5 separate regions of the Sus scrofa genome follow, and regions 2, 3, 4 and 5 are each linked to region 1. The links are chromatin contacts, called in public HiChIP or PLAC-seq and promoter capture Hi-C maps. All regions are on one chromosome and are shown on one strand. Each heading gives the region's core, a stretch centred on a gene start, on an enhancer-like site or on the middle of the called end of the contact. The rest is flanking DNA. Distances are from core to core; before and after follow the strand shown.

The links. Promoter capture Hi-C pulls out the DNA fragments that hold promoters and counts their contacts. HiChIP or PLAC-seq counts read pairs in DNA pulled down with a chosen protein or histone mark.
Region 2: a contact with region 1 is called in an H3K27ac HiChIP or PLAC-seq map of alveolar macrophages. The contact joins the promoter of C9H11orf52 here to the promoter of PPP2R1B in region 1. A contact is called at or near these places in 1 of 47 Hi-C or Micro-C datasets (liver) and 1 of 2 datasets of contacts at active chromatin or transcription factors (alveolar macrophages).
Region 3: a contact with region 1 is called in a promoter capture Hi-C map of fetal liver, with 4 times the contacts expected there. The contact joins the promoter of SIK2 here to the promoter of PPP2R1B in region 1. A contact is called at or near these places in 5 of 5 promoter capture datasets (fetal liver, fetal skeletal muscle, liver and 1 more), 31 of 47 Hi-C or Micro-C datasets (adipocytes, adipose tissue, alveolar macrophages and 17 more) and 2 of 2 datasets of contacts at active chromatin or transcription factors (alveolar macrophages and skeletal muscle).
Region 4: an H3K27ac HiChIP or PLAC-seq map of alveolar macrophages shows a contact between it and region 1. The contact joins the enhancer-like site here to the promoter of PPP2R1B in region 1. A contact is called at or near these places in 2 of 5 promoter capture datasets (fetal skeletal muscle and skeletal muscle), 6 of 47 Hi-C or Micro-C datasets (alveolar macrophages, embryonic fibroblasts, heart right ventricle and 3 more) and 2 of 2 datasets of contacts at active chromatin or transcription factors (alveolar macrophages and skeletal muscle).
Region 5: an H3K27ac HiChIP or PLAC-seq map of alveolar macrophages shows a contact between it and region 1. The contact joins the promoter of DIXDC1 here to the promoter of PPP2R1B in region 1. A contact is called at or near these places in 1 of 47 Hi-C or Micro-C datasets (liver) and 1 of 2 datasets of contacts at active chromatin or transcription factors (alveolar macrophages).

What each region holds. Positions count from the first base shown.
Region 1 is chr9:39,513,858-39,519,352 of Sscrofa11.1, reverse strand. It overlaps PPP2R1B (serine/threonine-protein phosphatase 2A 65 kDa regulatory subunit A beta isoform), which reads left to right and starts at 1,848. Exons shown (of 17, transcript XM_005667316.3): 1 at 1,848-2,015; 2 at 2,854-2,944; 3 at 3,607-3,707. The coding sequence starts at 1,902. It also overlaps a transcript of ALG9 not described here.
Region 2 is chr9:39,643,674-39,648,660 of Sscrofa11.1, reverse strand. It overlaps C9H11orf52, which reads right to left and starts at 1,771. Exons shown (of 4, transcript XM_003129841.4): 1 at 733-1,771. The coding sequence starts at 764. It overlaps HSPB2 (heat shock protein beta-2), which reads right to left. Exons shown (of 3, transcript XM_003129868.4): 3 at 4,557-4,987. The coding sequence ends at 4,767.
Region 3 is chr9:39,365,218-39,370,891 of Sscrofa11.1, reverse strand. SIK2 (serine/threonine-protein kinase SIK2) reads right to left here and starts at 2,337. Exons shown (of 15, transcript XM_021062772.1): 1 at 2,054-2,337. The coding sequence starts at 2,188.
Region 4 is chr9:39,334,512-39,339,473 of Sscrofa11.1, reverse strand. No RefSeq gene overlaps it. Among named protein-coding and RNA genes, the nearest start is that of LAYN, 31 kb to the right of the region's middle. Within about 2 kb of position 2,618, at least 5 of the 83 cell types and tissues checked have an H3K27ac peak or open chromatin away from gene starts, as enhancers often do. A contact at or near this core is called in alveolar macrophages and liver, where this site is marked.
Region 5 is chr9:39,664,563-39,669,672 of Sscrofa11.1, reverse strand. DIXDC1 (dixin) reads right to left here and starts at 3,219. Exons shown (of 23, transcript XM_003129869.5): 1 at 2,871-3,219. The coding sequence starts at 2,930.

The sequences.
Region 1 (5,495 bases), core at 599-3,098:
TTCTAACTGGTAAAGTACTAACTCAAAAAACCTCTTAACCTTCAGTTTCTCAAACTTGAGTAGTATTTGGATCCATTTTTAAAGAAAAAAATTATCGAAAACTCTCAGTTTAAATTTTTTTGTTACACTATTACTTAAATTTACAAATATAAAGTAAACTATTTTTACTTATAGTTCTTCTATGACTAAAAAACCAAAATAGATTTAAAAATTAAATACAAATGAAACTGTAAAACTAGTGTTATTTATGTTAATATTATTGTAATTTAAAATGGCAAATGATGTATTTTGCCAAGGCTAAATTATCCCTTGTATTATGATTATGGTACTGCCTGTGAAAGCTCAGCTTCTTTTGAGTTCAACATACCTATGCCCCCAAGTGACCTATGATATCTCAATTTTCCCAGCACTTTTTGTTAGAACTATTGTGACAATACAGTCCTATGATGTGACTTGGTTTTCATTTTGTGCATGAAAACACCATTTTCATTTTAAGTCTGCTTCTGTTCTTTTCTCCTGGTCTCAGAACAATAAAAGCATTACTGAAACACACATGCAAATGTAGTTACTGAAATCACGTGGCAACACTGGGTTGTAAAGTAGTTATCCAAAGAATCCAGACCAGTTATGCGAATCTAAAAATAATTATCAAAATGAAAACAAAATTAAAACCCTAGAAAATACATCCCCAAACCTAATTTGATAATTATTGTTCCGATATCTGTTCGTTCCCAAACTTTCACTACCATCAAAAGCCTGTCTACTGTGTTTCCTTCCACCAACCCCATATTTAAAAAAAAAGGTCTCCTCAATTACATTTATTGATAATTTTAGTTTTTTAATTAAACACATAGAAATACCATTTCAGCTTATGATCACCATAGGTAGCTAGACTCTAAGCTGCTTAAATTATTGTCCAAAACAAAAAAAGACAGGAACATTCTAGTTATTCCATGCTGCCAGAACAAGGGTAAATGGAAACTTCCCGCTGTTTTGTAAGAACTCCCATATCCTCACCTCCTCCCACTGCTGCCTTTGAGGACTCTTGGAGTTCTAGAGAGGTCAATTTAGCCTCTCTTGTTCAAGCAAAGTAGCCAGTCCACCCAATATGGAAGGATTAAAGCTTGTCCTAGTTTTGCTTGATTGTTGTACTTCTAGCATGCTAAAGACCTAAAAAATGGGAGGAAGAAAATACAACAGAAGGCACCATTCCAGTACCAAACTGAAAAGAAACACAAAAACAAGAGAGCAGCATGTTTTCAACAGCTTGCATGGAGAAAGTGGAAAAAATATTGACTGGGGAGTTTGGATAGCACTGTTCATTTTCTCTCACCGCCCGCGTTATTTGTCTTACGGAGCAGGAGCCAGATACAATTCTGGCTCACAGGCCAAAGGAAGAGGTGGAGGGGTTTTGTGGAAGCTTGAGGATAGTGGGGAAATTAGGGCTGGAGACTCAAGTGGCTCGGGGCCAGGATGAAGTCAGGGGAGGCGCCAAATATTTCTTCCTCCTGGATTTGGGCATCCTCTTTGGTCCGCCTTAGTCCCAAGAGGGCACAGCACAGATCACGTTGGTAGGTCCCTGACGCCTTCAGACCACTGCGAGCAGGATGAATCCCTGCCCCTGTTTCTTTCGACTGCGGAAAGGACACGGGGGCCCCTTTCGCTTTCTCAGCCCACCTATCTTCTGGAATTCAGGCATACGGCTCCAGCCACGGGGGCCAGGATGGAGCCTCCACCAGCCCAGGTGGAACTCAGTTGCCCCACCTGGGCGGAGCTGGAGCTCGGGCCTTAGCCCCGCCTCTCCGGGCGCAGGGCGGGGCCTGGTTGCGGGGCGGGCCCTTGTCGCGGGGCGGGGCTTGGGCGCGAAGCGGGCGGCGGCGACCAGCCGGAGGAGAAAGAACATGGCGGGCGCGGCGGCCCCCGGGACCGGCCCGGTGGCCGCGGGTGGAGATGGAGACGATTCACTATACCCGATCGCTGTTTTAATCGACGAGCTCCGCAATGAGGACGTGCAGGTACTCGAGTCGGGCCGGGGAGCGGACGTGGGCCCGGCCGGGCGCGGGGTAGGGAAGGGGTAAGGCAGGCCCTGTGGTTGGGGAGGCCCGGGATTGAAAGCTGGGACTCGGCGCAGAAACTTGACGGGGAGGAGGAGAAAGATCCCTGAGGGGCTCTTGTGGCTCGACCCGACGGGCTGGGAATCTCTCCAGCACCTTTTCCCGACCCGCCGAGGCGTCGGCCCGGCGTCGCACCCGGTTGGGAGCGGTTGTGGGAGGACCGGCTTCTCGCCGGGGCGCCCCTTCCGGGCCGGGCGCTGGGAACGCCGCATCCAGCCCCGGGGCCGGCTGGCCCTGTAGCCGAGCGAGTGGGAGGAGGGAGGCGCGGGGTGCGAGGGGCCTCAGCGGGCTGCAGGGATGCCAAGGCGTCCTGATAAGTGCAGCTGAATGTATGACTTTCTTGGGGCTTGCTGGAAACCGGCTGGGCGTGTAGGGTAGAGATTAGGTGGGATCGCTAACTAACTAAAGGAGGCGATGTGTCAACTCAGGTGGAACTTTTCTTTGAAAAGGCAGGGGTTGTACTCAACCGTTTCACCTGCTTCATTACTGCCGAAGTTCTTTGTAAAATCGTCTCACTTTTCTGGATATTGTGTTTTCTTTTATTCTTTAATGGGCCTCACAGAGTGTTTCTTCTGAGAAGTTGTCCTTTGCCTAATGAAGGCTTGTTCCACTGTTTTGAGGTTCTTAGAATAAAAACCTAAATTGAAGTCTTCATTCTCACCTGTATGTCATAACTCACCTGTTTGCAATTATTGTCTTTTGCTCAATATCACACCTGCTTCTCCTTTCTTTTTTAAAGCTCCGTCTCAACAGTATTAAGAAATTATCAACAATTGCTCTAGCACTTGGAGTAGAAAGAACGCGAACTGAACTGCTGCCATTCCTTACAGGTATGTGACTCTTTGAAGAAAGGCATGGGCATTTCTATTTTCTAGTGGCTTTCAAAACTTTCACTTTTTTTTTTTGTCTTTTGTCTTTTTAGGGATGCACCCGTGGCACATGGAGGTTCCCAGACTAGGGGTCTATTCGGAGCTGTAGCTGCCAGCCTATACCACAGCAATGCCAGATCCCAGCCACATCTGCAGTCTGCACCACAGCTCGCAGCAAAGCCAGATCCTTAACCCGCTGAGCCAGGCCAGGGATCGAACTTGCAGCATCATGGTTCCTAGTCGGATTCGTTTCCCCTGTGCCATGATGGGAACTCCAAAACGTTCACTGTTTTTTAAAGAATTTGTTACTCACATCATTAGTAAGTACTAAACTGAGCCTGATGCTTTCAATGCAGAAGAAACAGGACAGAGCATATTGTAATGTTGTGGCCAGACATATTCAGACATTAACTTTTAGTTCATAGAAAGTAATTGTTATTGGATTATGAACTTCTTATCCTGTAAAATAGATCCATGAAGACTCTTGACTGAGAAGGAAAAAAGGCTGTCAGGATTGTGACAGGACCATCTAGTTACATGTTGAGTCTATTCCTAGTTTTGTGTGAGTGTCCAATTGAACTAGATCTCCTTGTTGATGGGTACTGGGTTGTTGTCATTTCTAGATACAATTTATGATGAAGATGAAGTACTCTTAGCTCTTGCTGAGCAGCTGGGAAATTTCACTGGCCTGGTCGGAGGTCCTGACTTTGCCCACTGTTTGCTGGTGAGTATATTCTGTCTACTGCCTTTCTAGAACTTTTGCAGTATAAATGATACATTGGCGATAGGCACACTGCAACATTTTTTATGCAGATCTTTTTATGGATAGTCAGTGTTAGCTATTGAGAGCCAGTTATGTAGGCACTTTGGATTCAGTTAACTCTTATTTTTTTCTGACTATGAATATAAGAACTTCTTCCTCTTTTCTGCCTCTAGACTTATTTGTTATTAGAGATTGGGAGAAAAAGAATTTGATTGTTTTTGTTTATGTTTTTTTCTCCCTGATATTAGAAATCTTAATTCTCATCTAGTAATATTATGGCTTTGGAAACATTCATTAGTTTTGTCCTTAACTGTAAGCGTAACTTTTGCTTCTGACTTAACTGTGAATTTGATGAGTTCAGTTTAATGTAGTTGACAGTTGAGAACCTATCATATCAGGCACTGAAGTTATAGCATTAAATGGTAAAGAAGAACGCTGAATGGAAAGAAGTCTCTGTCCTTATGTGTCAACAAATAATTACTGTGCGGTATTAGATGGAAAAATTTGAAACACATACAAGGTACCCAAGTAATAGAAAAGAGAAAGGGATTAACCGGGGGTGATCAGGGAAGACCTTTTGGGAGAGAATGTCTGAATTAGGTTTTGAAGGATGTCTAGGAATTTGACAGTTGGACAGGCTAGGGATCTATATGTCAGTGCTTAATTGTTTTCTGTATTATATTGCTGACTCTTGTGGGTTTTGTCTCTGCCTCTGACCTCTCCATGGAACTCCAGATAGACATAGAGAAAGACAGATATAGATCTATGTTTATCTCCTTATATATCTGTGTATGACTTCTCCAGCTGGATGTCAAATAGACATTTCCAATTTAATTTATCTAAAACAGAACTCAGTTTTCTCCCCCAATATGCCTCCTAATTGTTGCCTCATGGCAGTAAATGGCATCACCATCTACCTAGTTGGACAAACTAAAGCCTAGAAGACATTCTTGAATTCTCTCTCTCTCATTTCCCACATCTAAATCCATTAGTAACTCCTGTAGATTCTATATGTATTACGTATCAATCCATTTTCCTCCATCCCTACCACTGCCTAGCTCATCATTCCTCTAATCTTTCCAGACGACATCATCTTTCCTCTAGGTTACTGCAGTAACTCTCTAACTAGTTGCCTTCCACTCATGCCTCCCATCCATCACTACAGTGCACTCTTCACCTAGCAGGTGGATCACTCACTTCCTGCCATGGTTTTCAGAAAGTCCAAATTTCTGTCTTAACTTGTACCTTAGCTTACAAAATTTGCCTCTATGAGCTTATATCATGTTTCCTCTAGATATCCTCATTCCATTCACAATGGTCTGCTTTCTGTTCTTGGAATAAACCAAGTTTATTACTTTAATATTTTTGCTGTAGGTGTTCTCTCTAGTAAAATATTCCTTTGAGCTTCCTGTGGCTGGCTCCTAGTCTTTCAGATATCAATTTTAATGCATCTCAGAGAGGCCTTTCCTGACCACTTAACCTGAAATTGCCTCCCGGTCACCCCTTATCATATCATCCTCTTCTGTTTCTTTACAGGTAACTCCAATACCATATAATTCTTTTTCTTTCTTTTTCTTTTTTTTTTTTTTTTTGGTCTTTTTTTCCTCCCCTTTTCTAGGGCTGCTTCCCATGGCATATGGAGGTTCCCAGGCTAGGGGTCAAATTGGAGCTGTAGCCGCTGGCTTACACCACAGCCACAGGAATGCCACATCTGAGCCGCATCTGTGACCTACACCACAGCTCATGGCA
Region 2 (4,987 bases), core at 522-3,021, 130 kb before region 1:
AACAACACAGGTTGCGTTATTTACATTTTATATATGAGGAAAAAGAGAAGTTACAGGGTTTGCCTAAGGTCACACAGCAAAAGAATGTGAAAGTTCTGTTCAAAAATTCGATGGATATGCTGCTTCTCCTCATTTCTGAAGCCCTTTTAAATAAACATTTTCCCAAAGTTGATTTGCTTGATTTAGGAGGCAGTATTGTGCTGAGGTTAAAACTATGAGCTCGGAAGTCATACAGGCCTGGGTTGGAATCTTGGTTTATTTGCTTACTAGCCATGGGACCCCAGACAAATGAGTTAACTTCTCTGAGCGTCAGCTTCCTAGCTATAAAATGGGAAGGGAGTAAGACCGCCTCCCTCAGAATTGTTGGAGAAATCAAATAAGATTATGAAGTGCCTGGAACATAAGAAGTTCTCAAATGCTACAATTATCATTACCTGGAGGAGAAAGGGAGAGAGAGAAGGAAGAAGAAAAGGAGAAACAAAAATGTCCATTCACCATTCCAGCCCTGCCCTGGTCATTCTATAGACAGCTGGCTGGGCGGTGTGTTTTGAGGTTTCCTGAAAGGAGAGAGCACAGAAGGACATACTGCTCTGGTATTGGCTCCTGGAGGTGCCAGGGAAAGATGGTGACAGTGGGAGGCTGGCAGAGAGCTATCTTCGGGCTCTCTCTTCTTCTCCGAGCCTCCACATCCACCAACAGAGACGTTCCCCTCCAACCTCTCCCCCTACTCACCAGCTTCCCCCGCAGCAGAGCCGGTTTCCCATGCTGCTCTGTCTCCCTGGGAGCCCAGCTGTTTTTGAACAGAAAGAGGCTTGTGCATTTCCTGGTTCCCCGTCTGGCTTCCCTCAGCAGCTCCGGGGAGTCGCTGTCAGTGTCAGATTTCAACCTAACAGGTTGGACTTTGGAAGCCACCTGCTGGAAAGATTCCCAGGTGACTGCTCCCAGCCAAAGGGAAGAGAAACACAACAGGCTCCAGGTGAGAGCGAGTTCACCTTCGGGATTTGGAACTGCTTTGATGAAGCATGAACTTTGAGCTTCAAGCTTCAGGGGAAAGAAACCTGAGATAGAAAAGGGTTTCCCTAGGAAATGTTTCTCCATTATATCACTCCATCATCAAAATAGATGCTCTATAATAAAGCGTCTTTCTTATGTTTCCCCAGCACTACTGGGGTTGGAGATTCACTTTCAAGGTAATCGCTCTCAGCTTCTTCTGATATCTGTCCAGAATATGGGTTTGAATACTGGACCTCTTGGAAACTAAAATTTAGAGAAATGGTCTCCTTTTTTTCTTTTTCTCTCCTCCCATGCTACTGGAATTTATGTGGACAAATCACTTTTTTTCTAGGACCGTTAAAAATAAAGGACTGAACTTACCACTTAATCCCCTTTCTGGTCAAGCATCATATGATTCTCTGATTGGAATGGCCTCAGCACTCCTTAACCACTCACTTCCCCATCCCCAGGACAGAACTACGGGAATCGCCATTTAATTGCAACTCAGCTTCTCCTCCAATGACACAGAATTAGACTCTTTCCACACACACTGGCAACTAGGATGCAGCTGAACAAGTTCCTCTGGAGAAAATGGGGGCTCTAGGAGGATTTGTGGAACCGGTGCAGTTTGCCTTCAGTGCTCCCACACTTATCTTTAGTGCCTTGCTCAGATGCCCAGTTATTTGTGTGTCCCTCACAGATGCTCAGGACCAGTGCTCGGCCCTGTACTCCACAGAGGGTACCCTAGACTCTTCTTTCCTCCCCATCTTCTTTCCTTATGAAACTGGAGAAGAAAAAAGCAACAGCCTCATAGGACTGTGGTAAAAATGAAATGAAATAACATACATGAAACTCCAGTCCAGGGCCTGGCACAGGGGACCCCCTTGGTAAGCCTTAGCTATTATTACTACTTCTCATTCTCAGCTGATTGTTGGTCAAGTATCTTACTTTATTGTTTTGTGCACCAATTTAGTTAGGAAAGGGAAGCCTTTGGAGGAAAGGACGGTTATTTTTAAATATCTAAAGGGATTCTCAAGTGAAAGAAAGATTGCATTTATTTTCAGGACATAACCTGAACCAATGGACAGAAGTTACTAAAATGCAGATTTTGGTTCAATAGAAGGAAGAATTTATAACAGATGTGAAAAAAAAAAAAAAAAGAAAACGAAGATCTAAGTTCTCCGCCACAAAAAATGTCACAGAAGTTGACTACAATCTTTTGGAGTTCCCGTCTTGGCTCAGTGGTTAACAAAGCTGACTAGGAACCATGAGGTTGCAGGTTCAATCCCTGGCCTCGCTCAGTGGGTTAAGGATCTGGCGTTGCCACGAGCTGTGGTGTAGGTCGCAGACATGGCTCAGATCCCACGTTGTTGTGGCTGTGGTGAAGGCCGGCAGCTATAGCTCCGATTGGACCCCTAGCCTGGGAACCTCCATATGCTGAGGGTATGGCCCTCAAAAGACAAAAAAAAAAAAAAAAAAAGAAGTTGACTAACAATCTTTAAAGAATTTGAGGGGGTGGGGAATCTGTACTAAATTAGAGGTTTCAATTTTTTCTAGCTAAGGAATACTTTCTTTTAAATGAAGCTCATGTAAAAATTCCAGTTATGAAACAGATCAAAGTGAAGCTGTTCTGGTTGAAGTCTGAATAGGATCCTTTAAAAATTCTTTTTTTTTTCTCATCTATATGTTAAGATTCCTGTGAGTAGATGATAAAGGAGTATAGTTTTAAATTTATATTTATAATGTACAACCTCCATAGTATATTACTTGGGGGTTAAGAAATATTTGTTGACTGAATGAACAAAAAAATATATCAATAGTTATTTCTCTAAGGCGTGCTTTAAATTTTTTTTTTTTTTTTTTTTTTTTTTGCGCTTATTAGGGCTGTACCTGCAGCTTATAGAGGTTCCCAGGCTAGGGGTTGAATCAGAGCTACAGGGCCGGCCTATACCACAGCCCCAGATATGCAGGATCCAAGCCACACCACAGCTCACGGCAATGCTGGATCCTTATCCCACTGAGCAAGGCCAGGGATCAAACTTGCGTCCTCATGGACGCTAGTCAGATTCGTTAACCGCTGAGCCATGACAGGAACTCCTGCTTTGATTTTTAATACATGGCAATCCTTTAAGAGTCAAATTTTTCAAGTGAAAGTTTGTATCGTGGGGTCCACAGATTCTTCTTCTTTCCTTTGCTTTTTAGGGCCATACCCGGCTCATATGGAAGTTCCCAGGCTAGGGGTTGAGTCGGAGCCACAGCTGTCAGCCTATGCCACAGCCACAGCAACATGGGATCTGAACTATGTCTGCGACCTACACCACAGCTCGTGGCAACGCCAGATCCTTAACCCACTGATGGAGGCCAGGGATCGAACCCGAGTCCTCAAGGTTACTGGGCGGATTCATTTCCACTGTGCCACAACCAGAACTTCTCCACAGATTCTTAAGAGGGGCATATAAGTGGATCTCAAGAGCTGTGTGAACCTATTCAAATTGCATGACAAATTTGGGAGCATGTGTATGTTTCTGGACAAGGATCTAGTGCTTTTGTTAGATGTTTCAAAAGGGTCTGAAACCCCCAAAAAGTTAAGAACCAACCACTTCAGAAGTTCCTTGGTGACTCAGCAGGTTGAGGACCCGGCGTTATCAATACTGTGGTTTGGGTTGCTGCTGTGGTGAGGGTTTGATCCCTGGCTGGGAATTTCCACAAGGCAAAAAAAAAAAAAAAAGTATCTACTACTTTAATGGAAGAATTTCAGGTGTCCATCACACCATATAGATTTATATTGGGGCAGGGAGGTCTTCTGGACACTCCAAATCATACACACACATGCTTTCTTGATTATAGAGAGTAATTAAGAGGTCAATCCTCCAGGCTGTCCCGAATACACCATTCCCGTCGTATTAAGACTCCTCTTACAAAGGAAGTTTCCCTAGCCGTCACCACTATACCAACAGCCCTAGATCCCCTGCATTTAGTCTTGGATTGGCTGCAGTGGTGCAGTGACTCCTCTCTTTGGGATGATACAAGACTAGAAACAAGTGCTTTCTCTCATAGGCAGAGAGGAGGGAGACTCTGTTTTGGTGACAATGGCAGAGGCTTCTGTGGCAGTGCCCCTATGTCTACATAACTGATCCCTCAGAATCGGAGACCATTTTCAGTGGACAGATCTTAGTGTGGGAAAACAGGGCCTTAGGCAACACAGAAGCCAAAAGCTGTTTTCCCAACCCCTACCCAAAACAGGCCAGACAGTCTGGAGACCCTTGTTTTTGTGTCTCTAATCACCAGCTCAGACAGTGCCCTCTGGGCTGTTTGGATGGCATATCCCTTTTCCCTCCCAGGATCACTCTCTTTTGTTGCATTGTGAGAAAATTACGGCCAGGAATTTGATCTGGAGCCAGTGTCAGCTTCCGGGTGTGATCTCAGCATCCAAGTGTGAGCTCAGGGTGCTGTGACGTTGGGTACATCGAACTGAGCAGCTTTTTGTCTAGCTGTCCTTTTTGTCTTTCCCTCCCTGCCCATCCCATTGTCCAGGTCACAGAATAGGGAGCAGCACAAACCAGGCCCTGAGATTTGGGTTTATTCAGCTCCACCCTAAACTAAACGAAAAAACGCTATGACACGTCCCAAGGGACCAAACCATACATTGTGGACCATGCACTTCACCCTTCCCCCAAGGATGCTGCTACCTCTAGGGTGGTGGGCAGCTGCTCCGTATCACCGTGGGGGCGGGGGCTAGCAAGGGGTTCAACTGGGTGCTGGGTCTGTGACATTCAGGGCTCAACGCCGGCTGCCTCCTCCTCTTCCTCTGGATCAGGAGGTGCAGGGAGCAGGGAGATGTAGACCTCATTGACCTCTGTGTCCAAATGTCGGCCACCCCGAGGCGCCTCCAGGTTGAGGATGCCGTCATGGGAGAGCGCGGCGCGGACGCGCCAGGGGTCCACATCCGCAGGCAGGACGTAGGTGCGGCAGAATTCTCGGGACACGAAGCCGT
Region 3 (5,674 bases), core at 1,088-3,587, 150 kb after region 1:
AGATAGGATCCATGGACTAGAAATTTAGCTTTTACCTTTAATTATTTTACACACACACCATGCACACAAGTCAGGATGTAAGGACTGTTTCAAGAGCTGACCTGTGTCTTCAATTACAAATGCGTTGATCTCACCGATAACCAAACCACGATACTACTCCACAGTGCCCCCTAGCTCTGCAAGCTGGAACAGCTTAAAAGTAACAGGGTTATTTGAAGTGTTGGTAGTCACTTAGCAGCTCCACTTAGGGGCAGTTCTTAAATAGATACTATATTACCTAAATTTGACCTAATAAGTAACAGCTGACAATTAAATCTTTCGACTAATCCTGATAAGAGCTGATAAGAAAAAAATTTAACCACCCAACAATACACTTCAAAAGTTTCTGTAGAAGCTCTTTGTATCTGTGAAATTTGTTTGATTCTTAGAGTCATTAAGCAAGGACTCATCTAAAAATACACATTTAAAATGTCTTCTTTTCATTTAATTAAAGGGGAATTAACATGGCATTAGGCCACGGTTCTTTAGAGGAATGGAACCAATTTCTTTGTTTTTAAAAATGCTGGAATCAGAGTAAGTAATCTTGCTACGGTCTTATTATTTATCATTACAAACTTAACCTAAATTGCTAACTCTGGTAAATTTGTGAGAGGAAAACTTGTGACCTTGGTCCTGTTGCTAAAAAAATAAGTCAGATTTGGGCTGCCTTAGGATCAGTAGGGGAGGACAAAAAGTGAGAACAACACAATGGCATATACAAGCCCCTTGTTTTTGGAAATGAACTTCTTCACATTAAGCAAAACTTCTACGAACCAGAGCTACAAAAAACTCGTTTTCAAATGTCCTTCAGCTTACACAGCTATTCTGAAAAAGAAACCCTACCTAATTCCATATTCAAACTCTAGTATATTCGCACTAATAAGGGGGAACACTGAATAGGATGAAAACTAGAAGGGAAAAAAACCAAAAACTGAAAAAGGATGAAACTCCAGAACAACTACGATGAGGCAGAGTGGAGTACGTCAAAAATACAAGGTTTTATTCTAAAGAATGGTTTTGTTTCCACCGTTTTTCTAAAGTATTTAATTTGCACATCTTAAAATAGAGACCCTGAGGAGAGCAGCTTGAGGCGGTGAAAGGAAGGGGGGCGGGTTAGGTAAGAACAGAGACTTGCGAGAAAATATGTGCGGTGCATTAGAATGTGCAATGGAGGGGGGATGCTGGCTTCACCGTCAGGAAGCAATCCAGGGCTTTATGAGTAGAGAGGCAGAATCTGATGTGGCTTAAGGACCGCGAATTCACAGCCAGAACACACACCTGGGAAAGGGATAACCTAGGATGAGAAAGACCAACCTATCAACTGTGCAAAGGCAGAGATGACCGTTTCAACCAGCTCTATTGTCTGGAGTATTAGATGGAAATGCCTCGGGCGAGGGATCAAGCTAGCCTGACATCAAATCAGAGACTGTCGGGCAAAAGGAGGGAGAGAAGATGGGCAGTGGCCGTCCCGGCATTCCCGGCCACCGGCCCCCTTTTTCGCGCGGCCCCGGGAGGGGCGCCGCGGTCACAGGGGCCGCGCGGAGCCCCGTCCCGGGAGTCCGAGCGCAGGCGGTCCCCTCTTCGGGGCTGGCGACGTCTCTCTCCGCGCAGCACGGGAGCACAGAGACTTCCCCTCCCACCCCACCCCCAGCTGAAAGCAGGGAAGACGCGGAACTTGGGCTCCAGAGCGGAGGCCACAGACCAGGTCACGGCCCGGGTGGGAGGCCCTGGAAGAAATTCCGTGTGGCCACCGGGGGTGGCCTAGGGAAGGCAAAGCCCCGGCTGGTGGGGGTTCCAAGCGGACGACACTCGGGTCCTGGTGACCCGGCCCCGGTCCCTGCGGCGCTCACCGACCCCTGGACCTCCTGGGTCCTCACACTCCCAGGCCCTCTCGCCTCAGCTAGTGACCCGGCCTCTCGAAGCTCCCCAGCCCCCCGCTGCAGCCCCCCTCTCGGTCAGCAGCTCCTCTCTCGAACCCTCGCCTCGGACGCTCCCGCCGAGCCCCGGGCCGCACCTCCGTCCTGGTGATCCGGTGCCGCCCCAGCTTCACCACGGCGAAGTTGCCCTTGCCCAGCGTGCCCTCGATTTCGTAGAACCCCACCCGGACCGGCCCGCGCTGCAAGTGCCTCGGGCCATCCGCCATGACCATGCTGGGCCCCGCTGCTAGACACGGCGGACTGGAGCGCAGGCTGGCGGGCGGCGGGCTGGCGGAGCGGCTCCACTCGGGCGACGGCCGCTCGGCTCGCTCCTTGCTCAGTCCCTCCCGCTCAGCAGGGCCCAGCCAGGCGCGCGCCGCCGCTGACGTGCGCCGACGTCAGGGGGCCGGGGCAGAGGGGCGGGGGCGGGACCGGGCCTCGATTGGTCACCATGGCGACCGGAGCACCGCCGACGTCGGCGGCGGGCGGCAGGCAGCAGGGTGGTAGGGCAGATGGGCGGGGCCTGGACGGCGCGTTCCTTCCGGGCTCCGGCGCCCTCCGCCGCCTCGCCGCTGCCGGGGGCGGGGTCGCCTCCCGGCCCGCCCAGTTACTTGGCCACCCAGCCGAAGGGCAAGAGCGAGCTCTGGTGGGCGGAGTGGAGGGCTGCAGCGACCTGAGCCGGGCCGGGGTCTTCTTCCGTTGCCGCGGCGTTCTCCACCCACCCGGAGACCTTCCCGCCAAAACCTCTCACCTATGACTACTTTGTGTCCTAAATTTGGCACGGGCAAAGAACTGTGGCTGAGCAATGCATTGCTCACAGGCTCCTTTCTTTTATATCCTTTTCTCATCTGTTTCTATATAAATCCCTCCAAATTTGATGTCTCTGGGGAATCATTCTGACAGCAGCGCGATGCTTATAGATTCACAGAATGTCAGCGTTGAAGAGACCTTGAAGATCACCTAATCCAGGGATTTGGAGCCCGAACCCCTAAAAATATGTCCAAATTTTTGCCTCTTCCAGCTTTGGGAAGATGGGCGATAGCTGTTATTAGATTCCCAAACGTGTTGGTGACCTCGAAAAGGTAAAGAAATACTTTCTAATCCAATTTTTTTTTCAGGTGAGAAATCAACCCCCAGGGAATGAGGGAATTGCCAAAGTCACAAGGTAATACTAGAGTTAGGGTTGCAAATTACCACACCAGTCTTCCATATGGTGATCCAAGGAAACAGGTACAGCATTATTTCCAGACAAGGAGAGGGAAAGTATAAAATGCCCTTGAAAGGTCTTATGCCAGAAAGCAAGATTTTCAAAGAAAGGTAAGGACATGTCAGAAGGAAATCGGATCTAGTTTGAAGTTAACAATCTGGGATAATTTGAGCATCACGAAGGAATAATGGAAATGGGTTTATAACACAATGAATTTTTAAAAAGACTCCATGAGTGCTTACTTATTCTTACAATGTTAAATAAATATACGGGGGAAAAAATGACAGTTCTTCCTGATGGTGGAATGTCAACTAATACACATAGAAGAAATGATGAAATTTCCATTCTATGGAAATCACCATTTTGCAGCCATTCTATGGAAATCACTATTTCGCAACCATTATAGTAATAATTGATTCAGATAGAATTGTCGATAGATGTTGAAATCATTTAGTATGCTAGGGAATGGGATATTTCTAGTCTCAAACTATCCTCAAATTTCTTACTCATTATAAAAGGATAAAAACAGTACTTTCACAGAAGAAAAATGTGACAGATACCACTGTAACCAAATGATCAAAGTTAATGTCACCAATTATGGGATAAAATGACATGTGAGGTACTGAGAAGGATACACTATCTCCGATGTAGTATTTCTGTCAAAAGTACATACTCTGAATTTAATCATAAAGAAATAATCGGAAAAATGCAAATTGAGGAACATTCTACCTAACCACTGGCCTGGATCAGTGCCATAAAAGACTGAGGAACTGTTCTTGATTTAAGGGATTAAAGAGACATGTCACCAAAGGCAATGTGTGACCGTAGTTGGGAGAAAAGTGCTATAAAGGAATATTTTCAGGACAAATGTTAAAATTTACATATGGATTGCATATTAGATCATAGTATTATTTAAATGTTAAGCTTCTTGAATTATATAATTGTGCTGTGGTTACAAAAAAGAATACCCTTATTAAGAGATACATACTGAAGTATTTAGGGATAAAATTTTGATATATGCAACTTGCTCTCAAATGGTTTAGCAAAGATGAATGAGGCAAATGTGACAAAATGTGAAACCTAGATAAAGGGTATATGGTAGTTCATTGCATTGTTCTTGGACTTTTTCCGTAGTTTTCATTTTTTCTTTTCTTTTTACAGCCAAACCTGTAGCATATGGTAGTTCCCAGGCCAGGGGTTGAATTGGAGCTGCAGCTGCAGCCTAAGCTACAGCCATGGCAACACCTGATCTGAGCCACATCTACAACCTACACCACCGCTGGTGGCAATGCTGGATCCTTAACACGGAGCGATGCCAGGGATTGAACCCTCCTCCTCATGAATACTAGTCGAGTTCGTTACCACTGAGACACAGTGGGAACACCTGTAGCTTTAATTTTTTAAATAGAAATTAATATATGTATAATTAATATATATTTGTGAATGTATAATATTATTTTATTTTATTAATCTTATTGAATTATTTTAATGTATTTTATATTTTCTGTGTAGGATTGTCTGGCTCTTGGGACCTCCACCTGCTCACTTGACTCTCTGCTTCAGCCCTTCACTCTCCCCAAGCAATACCTTATTCTACTGTGAGTTATGTTGTTTATAAAAGTGAGGAGGGAATCGGGGGGAGCGTTATAAGACTGATGAGATTTCTGAATTTCTGGATTGTTGGGAGTAGGATATGAGCGTTCATCTAAGTAGACTGTTAGCCCACATTTGTACACCAGTTCAAAAGTAGTTCCCTTATATTTATCTGAATTCCTTTTTCTATGGTTTTGTCTTATTTCCTCTTTTGAGAAGATTTTTGTTTCCTGTGGTTAGATATCTTTGACTTCAAGAAGTACTAATTCTAGTAATTAAAATAAAATAAAATGTCCCCCCCAAATAGTTCCCATAACATTTTTCCAGTTAGATTAATGTGTTTTAATTGCTTGGGAATGGGTTCCTTGGGGAATGTGATGAAAAGCTACTTACTTAAGAACTAGAAAATACATACGGAGACCCACTGGAGCTAACAATCTCCTTCGAAGTACATCTTTTGGATAGAAATTCAGACTCATTTCGGATTATTTTAATGAGATAACCAGGTCAACTACCTCCTTGTGCAACCTGGGAATAAGACTTCATTTAGGGGAGTTCCCTTAGTGGCTCAGTGGTTAAGGAACCCAACTAGGATCCATGAGGATTTGGGTTCGATCCCTGGCCTCACTCAGTTGGCTAACAATCTGGCATTGCTGTGGGCTGTGGTGTAGGTCGCAGACGTGGCTCGGATCTGGCGTGGCTGTGGCTGTGGTGTAGGCTGTCAGCCGCAGCTTCGATTCGACCCTTAGCCTGGGAGCTTCCATTTGCCGCAGGTGCGGCCCTAAAAAGCAAAAAAGCAAAAAAAAAAAAAAAAAAAAAGACTTCACTTGGGGCCAGAAAGAAGTGAAAGGATTTTCAGGGAGTAGCAAAAGGTTTCTGGCAAACCAGAGTTCAGTGTGAGGGTGCTGAGTGTCTAGAG
Region 4 (4,962 bases), core at 1,369-3,868, 180 kb after region 1:
TAAACATTTGGCATTCTTAAATAAACAACAACAAAAAAGGCAGAAACATGCTAACACTAGCCTCTGAATGAAGACCTGAGCCCTCCTTGGAAACTGCTGATGACCTAACATGAATACCTTTATTCCTGATTTTTGCAATATTAATATCTACAGATCAGCAACAGCCCTTGCAATATGATAAACATGCGAGGAACAAAGTGACTGTAATCTTGGCAACTTCTCAATTTTTTTTCTCCAGATACCTTCTATGTTCTTTGGAGAACACAGTTGTTCTGAGGTAGCCTTTCCCTTGCAAAAGAGTGAAAGTAACAAGTCTTTTCTTAATGGTTTGGCATCTTGAGTTCTCCTTTCACAACTGGTAATTGCTGAGGCTGGGTGAAAGGTACTTCAGGTCCTTTTACTTTGCTCTCTAACTTTGTATATGTTCTTCAATTTCCATAATAAAAAAAGGAAAATAATATAGAGGGACTACACACAGTATCAAAGAGAGATTGTTGGTGCTTTCTGCAAAGACACAGGGCTTAGTCTAATTTTAGCAAGTTTCCAAACTTGAAGGCTAGTTGGAAGCTGTGTTCAATTTTAAAGTGCATGCTGCTGGGAGAAACGATACATCACCCCACTGCTGGGGCCAGCGTTGGCAGCCTGCGACCAGAGAAAGTTGCCTTTGAAGGGGTGAAGCTGGTGTTTTCTGGTCTCCCTAGTGAGGTTAGGTTCGTTAATGTCACATAAGAATGAAAGGAGCCAGAGTTTTCATATTATTTGCTGTGTTCAGTGCGCACGTCAAAAATATATCCCAAAGCTATGGCAACTGAAAAATATTTGTTTTAATCAGTGTTTGGGAAACAAATGCTGGTATTTGGCTTTAGGATTGGCGTCTTCAGCGTTGATATTGGCAGATCCAATTCACAATAAAGTCCTACAGCCCTTGTGTTGTTTTTTAAAATCCCATATGGACTTACTCTGTAAAACCTCTTGGCACACTTGCACACTTTTGTTTCTTGGAGGTTTCTTTGGATTTGTTTGGCTCTGGTATCATGATTATTTATTATATTTTCCCTTGAAATATAGAACACTTGTTACATTTTGTCATTTGTATACCTAAGTGGTTATTGATCTCCTACCATGTACAAGGCTTTATTCTTGGCACTCTGGAAAGGTATAAAAATCAATCAGGTAAATATTGTGATCTCAAGGTACTTTCAGCCCAGTCAGGAAGACAAGTAATTAAGAAAGATATATGCAAGAGTTTCCTTCGTGGCTCAGCGGAAACGAATCTGACTAGCCTCCATGAAGATGCAGGTTTAATCCCCTGGCCTTGCTCAGTGGGTTAAGGATCTGGCATTGCCATGAGCTGTGGTGTAGGTCGCAGACACGGCTCGGATCCCGCATTGCTGTGGCTGTGGTGCAGGCTGGCAGCTGTAGTTCCGATTTGACCCTTAGCCTGGGAACCTCCATATGCTGCGGATGCAGCCCTAAAAAGACAAAATCAAAATAAATAAATAAGTGCAGAGATCAGAGAAGACCCTCCTGGAGAAAATAACCTTATAGATGGAGGACAAAGGACAAATTAGAGCTAGACACAATGGAGTGGGGTGGAAGGTATCTTTTTAAGGAGAGGGAAAGAAAATATGTGCAGAGGTCCTGGGATGGAAAAGAGCCAGCGTTGTTTCTTTGCAGATCTTGAATCTTCCTCCTTCCTGGGTCTCAGAGTGGACTAGACTCGCTCTGGAGATAGTCATGGGGACCAAATCATGGTGGTCTCATACATAAACAGGACTAGTCATTGGATCATATGTAGAGAAATAAATATGGAGACCAGAATGCCGATGGCCCAGGTATTTCTCTCCCTGTCGATAGATCTGTGTGAGAAGCTTGTTTATGCTTCTTAGGATTTGCTTTGTGATCCTGGTATCAGCCTTGGGCATTAGCTGCATGGTTCAGAGGCTCTCAGTCAATGGGTGTTGATGCACCCATCTGTGCAATATGGTGGAACTACTACCGGGAGTAGCTCAGCTAAATTTGAGGGCATGTCTCTTAAGTAGAACTGGACATTACATATTGATCACTGCCTTTTTCTGTTTTTGGTGCTGGGCATTCAGCTTCTGATTTGTAATTTATAATTTTTATGTGTCTAGTTTATTGCCAAGTCTTATGAATTCTGCTTCCTTAAATTCTCTTGAGTCTATCTTCTTCTTTGAATTCCCACTGTCTCTATAATCTCTTGCCTTTATTATGAACAGGACCTCCTAAATGGTCATATTGTCCCTCAGTTTTCTTCTCCAATCTCTTCTTTAAACTAAGGCCATGATGGTACTTGTACAAAGTATGATACAAATCTGTATCCTATGATGCTCTTCTTAAAACCCCTGAATGTCTCCGCATACCCTTTGGGTTGTATCAATTAAGGTTTTGATGGGAATTTGCCTCACGTGGTTCAGTGGGAGATAATGAAATTATTACTTGCAAATATACAGTTAGGGTTAAGGAGGGAAACAAGGAATGAGGAGGAGCCCAGAGAAGAGCCACAAGAGGATGATTTATCACTCCTGGGCCTGAAGGGACTAGGTGGAGGGTTATGTTATCTCCTCAAAGTGAGAGCTGGACTGGAGGCCAACGGGTGGAGCTTGAGTTGCAGAGGACACAGCTACTGCACTGCTGCAGATAAGACAGCCAAGCTAGGAGGGACTGTCGTGATCTTTCCTCCCTCCTGCCCACAGATGACCCACTGAAACTTCCTGTTATCCAGATCATATGGGAAACCAGCTGGCATCAGGCTTGGGTGATGCAATCTGCCAGTGGTTGGCTTGCTGGGGCACAGAGCCTAGGGGAGAAAATGGATCTGGGCAGGGGGAGGGGTGAGATATGGCAAATGATCAATAATTGGCTCAGGAAGTCATAAAAATAATGTCTAGTTTGCTGACAAGTTTTATTGTGAGGGTTAAATAAGGAGATGTTTGCGAAAATGGATTTTTTTCCCCTTTGTACAGCCACACGTGTGTCAAATGGAAGTTCCCAGGCTAGGGGTTGAATCTGAGCTGCAGCTGCCAGCCTAAGCCACAGCCACAGCAACCTTCACCGCAGCTTGTGGCAACCGCAGATCATTAACCCACTGATCGAGGCCAGGGAACAAACCCTCCTCCTCGCAGAGACTATGTCAGGTTCTTAACTCACTGAGCCATAATGGGAACTCCTGAAAATGGATTCTTAGTGAATTGACATCCTTTCCTATTTATCATAGCCCAGCTCCTTGTAGAGGGTAGATTATTAGTTCAATGTTTGTTAGACTAGGTCTATGTTCTTTCTGTGCCAATATATTATTATTATTATTTCCTAGATGGAGAAACTCAGTAAGGTTTGAGACTCTCTCTTGTATCCCAAAAGAAGAACTGCCTTTCTCATCAAGACTGGAGAGCTGTGATTCTTTTCCCTCCCTCTCCTTTTTATTAAAAAAAATTTTGATGGTAACTTTCAAATATATAAAAAATTAGAATAATACAGTGACTCTGTGTCTGTCACAGTGAAATGATCAAGACTGTGCTAATCATGTTTTATTCATTTCCTCTACCTTTTTTCTTGCTAGCATATTTTAAAACAATGCCAGAAATCAGTGCTTTTTACTGTATACCTCTTTATTTTTTTATTTTATTTTTTGGCCATACTCACGACATGCAGAAGTTCCCAGGCCAGGGACTGAACCCATGCCACAGCAGTGACAATGCCAAATCCTTAACCATTAGGCCACCAGGGAGCTCCTACTATATATCTCTTTAACCAACAAGCCCTTTTATCTTTTATAAAACCACTGTGCTGTTACTGCTGCTAATAAAAACAAACATAAACCTTTAATTGTAGCTAAAAAGCTGAGCCCCTGTCCAACTTTTTTTCAGTTATCTCGAGATGTCTTTTCTGGTTGGTTGGTTCATTTCAGCAACCAAACAAGGTCCCCACATCTCTAATTCCTTTTCGTTAAAATTCCAATCCAAACCAGTACCTCACAGGCAATGTTCTCTGTATCATGCACACAAAAGAGGCAGCTCCAAACTCCCCTAGCTGCTGACAGTGGCCCCCGCCCCACCCTGCCCAGCCAGTGGGGCCACGTCTAGGGATGGCGTGGTTTGGGGTGAGTTTTCTGCCAAGTATGGCACCTGCATTGCTGCTTCTTCCAGCTCCATTTATCCTAGGCTCTTATTCGTGGCCCGTGAAGGAGGGCTGGGGGTGAAACGGTGAGGATATGTGCAGCAGAGGGTAAGGGGGTGTTTAGGGGAAGTTCCTCTGCCTTAATCCTACCTAGCTGATCCCAGTCCTTAATACAATTGGCTGTTAAGAGACTTTGTCTTGGCAAAGAAGGAGAAACTAGCACCACATTCCCTTGCCCCTTTCCTTGTCTAGCTTTCACAAGTGTCAAAGGAAAATGGCTGAAATTCACGTCTTGAGATGAAGAGGGACCTTATCGTTGTGAAGTTCAACCCTCCGATCCGCAGGAGGCCCTCTCTGTACGGAGAACTCAAACACTTTCTGGGCCTGTGGGTGAGAGGCTCAAAGCCACGGGGCTCCAAATCCTACCCCCTCCCTGGGGTCATGTGGCCTCAGTGTGAGAATGAAGACTTTCTAATTCTCATTGTCAGCAGGTATCCGCTTGCGTGTCACTGAAATCCCCCTCCCTCTGTTGGGAGCTTTGGTCTCTCGCTCCATAGGATGTCATGATTGGGGGGTGAGGCATGGAGGCTGCACATCCATGACAGCTAGAAAATGCACTCCCCCCTCCCCCTTTTATCCCTTTGGCCACACCTGTGGCATATGGAAGTTCCCAGTCTAGGGGTCGAATTGGAGCTGCAGCTGAGGCCTACACCACAGCTTGTGGCAATGCCTGATCCTTAACCCACTGAGTGAGGCCACGGATCAAACCTGCATCCTCAAGGATACTGTATCACGCTTTTAACCTGCTGAGCCACAGTGGGAACT
Region 5 (5,110 bases), core at 1,970-4,469, 150 kb before region 1:
GACTGCATCCACAACACTGACACGGATCCGTTCTGGGAGTAATTTACCAGCTGTGTGGAGGCCAGGGCTTTATTGGAGGAATGTGGCAGAAGAAAATTCTGTCCTGCATAGTCATGCACAGCGGCAAAGAGACTGAGAACAGAAGCCAACGGCGGTAGAGGGAAGCCTTGATTCAGAGCACAGGGTTTCTCTGCTGCAGGGCTCCCTTATAATTAACCAATTAGGGCCACAGCTTCATTTCCTGTGGCAGTTTTCTCTGCCATGGAGAATGAGGTCACAGCCCTAACCACATAGACCTATAAAGCATCTGGGTGATAAAGAAGAGCTTCAGATACGCTTGGCTCATTCCCAGGAGATGACTGGATACACGTGTGGTATTCTCAGCCCCAGCAGGAAGAGCTTCTCGGAGAAACTGAAGTGGATTCTGACATGAGCTTTTAAGTCCCTATTTACACCCTTATCACATGACTCGAACAAAAGACACTGAACATTACAAGATCTATTAAGCAACCCCAGAGGCTAGAATAGGTCAAACAGGGCCCCATCAATTCTGAAATGACCAGCTGTACCATTATTCAGCAGCACTAGGTGTGATACTGTATGTGAAAGGAATTAATTTACTATGTATATGAAAGAATTACACTGCTAGGGACCATTGAGATTAAACATACTACTATTAGTATTATTCAGACAATGTCAATTTCTCAGAGAAACCAAATGTTGTACCTATTGGCTATTAGAGTTTAAATCTATTAACAGAAGGGAACAGATTGTACATTAGCCTGTAGAGGGGGTGGAGGGAAGTTTATGAGTAGGAAAATCAAATGTCAGAGACAAGAGACATTACTGCATTATTCTAAAGATGAATTAATTATAAAGTTGACTGTTGCTTTTATGAAGACTCTATTACTACCACAAAAAGAAAACTCTCCCAATTCTCCTTTTCCCTTATGTTTTATAAGAATTGGACATCAGGGGACATTTATGGAAGCACCAAAGCCTGGAAAAGACAGCCAAGCCTCTTGGTCTCCCTGGCTCTTCAGCTGAAAGGTTCAGAGATGAAATGAGCAGAAGGCAAAGACTAGGACTGACTCTGTGCTGGTTTCCTCCTCCCTTTAAGACCATGGATCCTGATCCCTGGGGGCTGACTTACAAAGAAGGGAGGACATAAGAAGGCCCAAGGAGCTTCTGTGAGGCTTGAGACAGGGGAGGCCCCAAGGCAGAGGGTGAGAATAGGGAACCAGGAATACTAGAAGCACTCAAGGAGTGGCTTCCTGGCTGGTCTGTTTCAACTCTCAGACTGTGGCTCTTTGTTAACAATTCCCTTCCACGTGATCAAAGGGGAATGATGCAAAGACGGGGAGACCCGCACTGCAGACGGGACACAAGCTCTGCCCTTCAGTGAAGGCTATGACACCCCTCAGCCAAAGGAAAACTCTGACTCAGTTAGTGAGGTGGGGATAGCATTTGCGCCGTTTTCCTCTGTGTCAAGAACAAGGCCGGGGCACCGGGGCCAGGACTGGGGAAGGATCTGAGGCAGGTCAGGCTGCAGAGCTTCTTAATTAAAAACAGCTATTAAGGAAAGAGCCTGCTGTGCAGATGTAGAAAGAAAATCTTATACACAAATTCATGAGAATGGCTACCTCTGGGGAAAAGGCCAGGATGGCAGGGGCGGCCAAAGCACTCAGTCTTGCCTGTGAGGTTCATCATCATGAAGAGAATGGATTCATATGTTAACTGTTTAATTAAAAACTGACTTTAAAAAATATTACACGTTTAGAATGGATAGGCAATGAGGTCCTGCTATATAGCACAGGGAACTATATCCAATCATTTGTGATAGAACATGATGGAAGATATAGGAGATAAAGGATGTATATATGTATAACTGGGTCAATATGCTGTACAGCAGAAATTGGCACAACATTGTAAATCAACTATAATAAAAAAAATCTTTAAAAAACGCCATAAAGGGAAGAGAGGGAGAGGTGGAAAGAAAAAGAGGGAGAAAGGAAGAAAGACAACCAACCATCTACCTCTCCTTGTAAGGGATGCTGGGATAAGGCAACCCACCGGGTGGGGCTCAGAAGCCATGGAGGACATCGGAGCCAACCACAAGGGACAAAGGTCTTAAACCCAAATGGTCTGGGTCACTAGAAAAGAAAACTGGATAAACACCAGAATTCTGAGAGAAAAGCAAGTGAAGAGAAAAAGACTGTCCGCCAGCCCTAGCCCACACTGCCTGTCCGACTGAGGCCCTAGGTCCCCCCTCTCACACCGAAAGGGGCAAACCCCAGCTCCCCTGAATCAGGCCCAGAAACCTCTCTCTCCTCTTAGGTCCCTCTGCCAAGCAGGCTGGTGGTTGGGGGGAATGCACTGCCCTGGATTTAGAAAGTGATGTGAACACGAAGTGGGCACTTCCTGCGGACCACCTACTCCTCCTGCCCTTGCTCAAACTTTCTACCAATGCATGCCACCTCCTTTGGCTCACCCACTTACTCCTCAAACAGAAGGAGCACCTCTGCCATATAGTCATGGGCTTCCCTGGGGATGTCCTGCGGGCAAAGCCCAGAGAGGGATGAGACCACTTCTTCTGGAAGGAGATGACCTCAGAATTCGTGGTCCTGTCTTCTGGGCACAGGCAAGCTACCAGGGAACGTCATTGCCCAGCTTGGCTGGAAGCAGTCGGCCCTTTTGATCCCTCCGGGTTCACCAGGCTCCTCTGTACTGTACCCACCCCCACCTTAGCTTGGGGTTCTGCAGGGGGTTGTTCTGGGTCCGGTAAGGATGCAGGCGGAGGAGGACCCCTTCCAGAGATGAGGCTGGAGGCGTTAAGGCAGGGGGAGCTGGGGAGTGGGAGGAGCAGTTACCTCATTGAAGCCCTCCTGCAGAACGTCCAGTAAGTTCCCCCGGGTCAAACAGGCTAGCATTGTTCCTGCCGGCCCCCCGGGCGGGGTCTCCGGGCCGGCGGCCGCCGCCTCCTCCTCCCCGTGCACACAAAGACTCCCGGCTCAGCTCATTGGGATGTCTCCGGAGTCCCGCATGCCACTTACTGGAAACCCAGACCCGGGCCAAACTAGCGGCCTCCACTGGGCATGCTCGCACCGGGGATCTGCAGGAGGGGCCCCGCGCTGTCGCGGTTCCTATAGAAACTGCTGGGCGCGCACCAGGCGGAGGGGCGCTGGCTGGGGGCCCCCTGCCCGGCGTGCGTCAGGGAGAGCCCCGCGCCGCGCGCACACACGCACACGCACACGCTCACACACCGGGCCGGGGGTCGGGCGTGGGGAGCGGCGGCGTATGTGCCTGCGCTGCAGACACACACATACAGCAGGGCTGCTGGAGCGTGCGCGCCCCCCCGCCCCCCGCCCCAATACACACGGACGCACAGGGGGTATGGCTGCGTGTGGATGCCCTACACACACACACACACACACACACACACACACACACTCTTTCTCTCTCTCTCTCTCTCCTCTCTCTCTCTCTCTCTCTATCTCTTTCTCTGATGGCTAAAGAACTCAAGCTCCCCACCACAAGGCAAGGTGGCTGGGAAGGGGAGTGAATCATAGATTTTTACTCCCAGACTAGCTTTTTAACCCCCAGCAACCTTTTCCCATATGGGGCCTGGACAGTGAGGTTAGGCTAAAGAAGGGGTATCAAGAAGGGACAGACACAAAGAGAGGGTAGAGCGCTTTAGTTATTGATGTTATTGGGGTACATTTAATAAAGTGGTGCTAAACCAATCACAGGATCAAAATAGGGACATCAAGGGTAAACCAAGGATGAAGAAGTCTTTACCAAAAAAGTTTCTTTCTTTTGAAAATAAGCGCTAAAATGTGAAACCATATTTTAAATGAGTTTTAACTTAATTAAATGGGTTTTAATGAAAATAATTGTACAATGTCCTGGTGCACTGGAAAGGGTTAGGTAAGAGCTTCCTCAAACAAACAGAGAGCTCTTCCCCTTTGTTTCTGGTTATTCCAGTCACAGTCTTGATTATTTATTTTTAAAAATACTAGTCATCTGTGTCCTTGGTGCACACTCTTGTTTCTATAGGAAAACTGGAAGCTGAAAGAACACCCATATTATGTTACACCTCGTGATCCCAGATGGGAGGGAAGGGTTTACTGGGTGTTAAGGCTCAGAGAAGGTCAGGCCTTGCCCAAGGACACAGCTGGTTAGTGAGAGACTGTTTGAGAAGTTAGGACTCTATTTTTTCTTTCTTCTTTTTTGCTTTTTAGGGCTGCACCTGTGGCATATAGAAGTTCCCAGGCCAGGGGTCCAATCAGAGCTGCAGTTGCCAGCCTACACCACAGCCACGGCAATGCAGGATCCAAGTCGTATCTGTGACCTACACTGCAGCTCACAGCAACACCAGATCCTTAACCCACTGAGCGAGGCCAGGGATCAAACCCACATCCTCATGGGTACTAGTTAGATTTGTTTCCACTGCTCCACAACAGGAACTCCAGAAGTTAGGACTCTACAGGAGTGATTTTCCAAAGGCACAGATTCCCTCCTCAAATCCCCATTAGTACCTTAGCGAGAAAAGTCAGTAATGGCTTTTATTCAACCTAACCTCATCCTCGGGTCACTAGAGAAGAACGTCCTTACTTAGAACGGCCAGAACTGGCTACATCTTGCCTGAATGTCTAAAGCTGCTAAACACAAAGATGCTTCTGAGAAAAGACACACCTCCCTCTGACCACAGCAAGCAGGAAACAGAAGTCAGCCAAGGTGTTAAATGGCTGTTGCTGGTTGAATGCTGTGGGTTCAATTCTGGCTAAGGCTGGGGAAAAGCCATGACACTGGATCAAACTGAACCTAAACAGCCCACAAGTCAGAAGACCACTGTCCTTCATCATCTAGCTTGGAAATTTGGTTGCTAAGAACTCCCCTCACCACCACCCTAGTCCATGGTGTAATGGACTCATGGTATAAGTGACTCAACACTCAGTTGAGTCACTAACCCATGTTAATGCAACAAGGCCCTTTTAAAGAGAAGTATAAAACTTCCAAGAGCATAAAATTGCATGCAACACATCTACATACATGGTGTGCAAAACCAGAACACCTAATTGGTGGATCCCTGGAGAGAGGGTTCTGACTG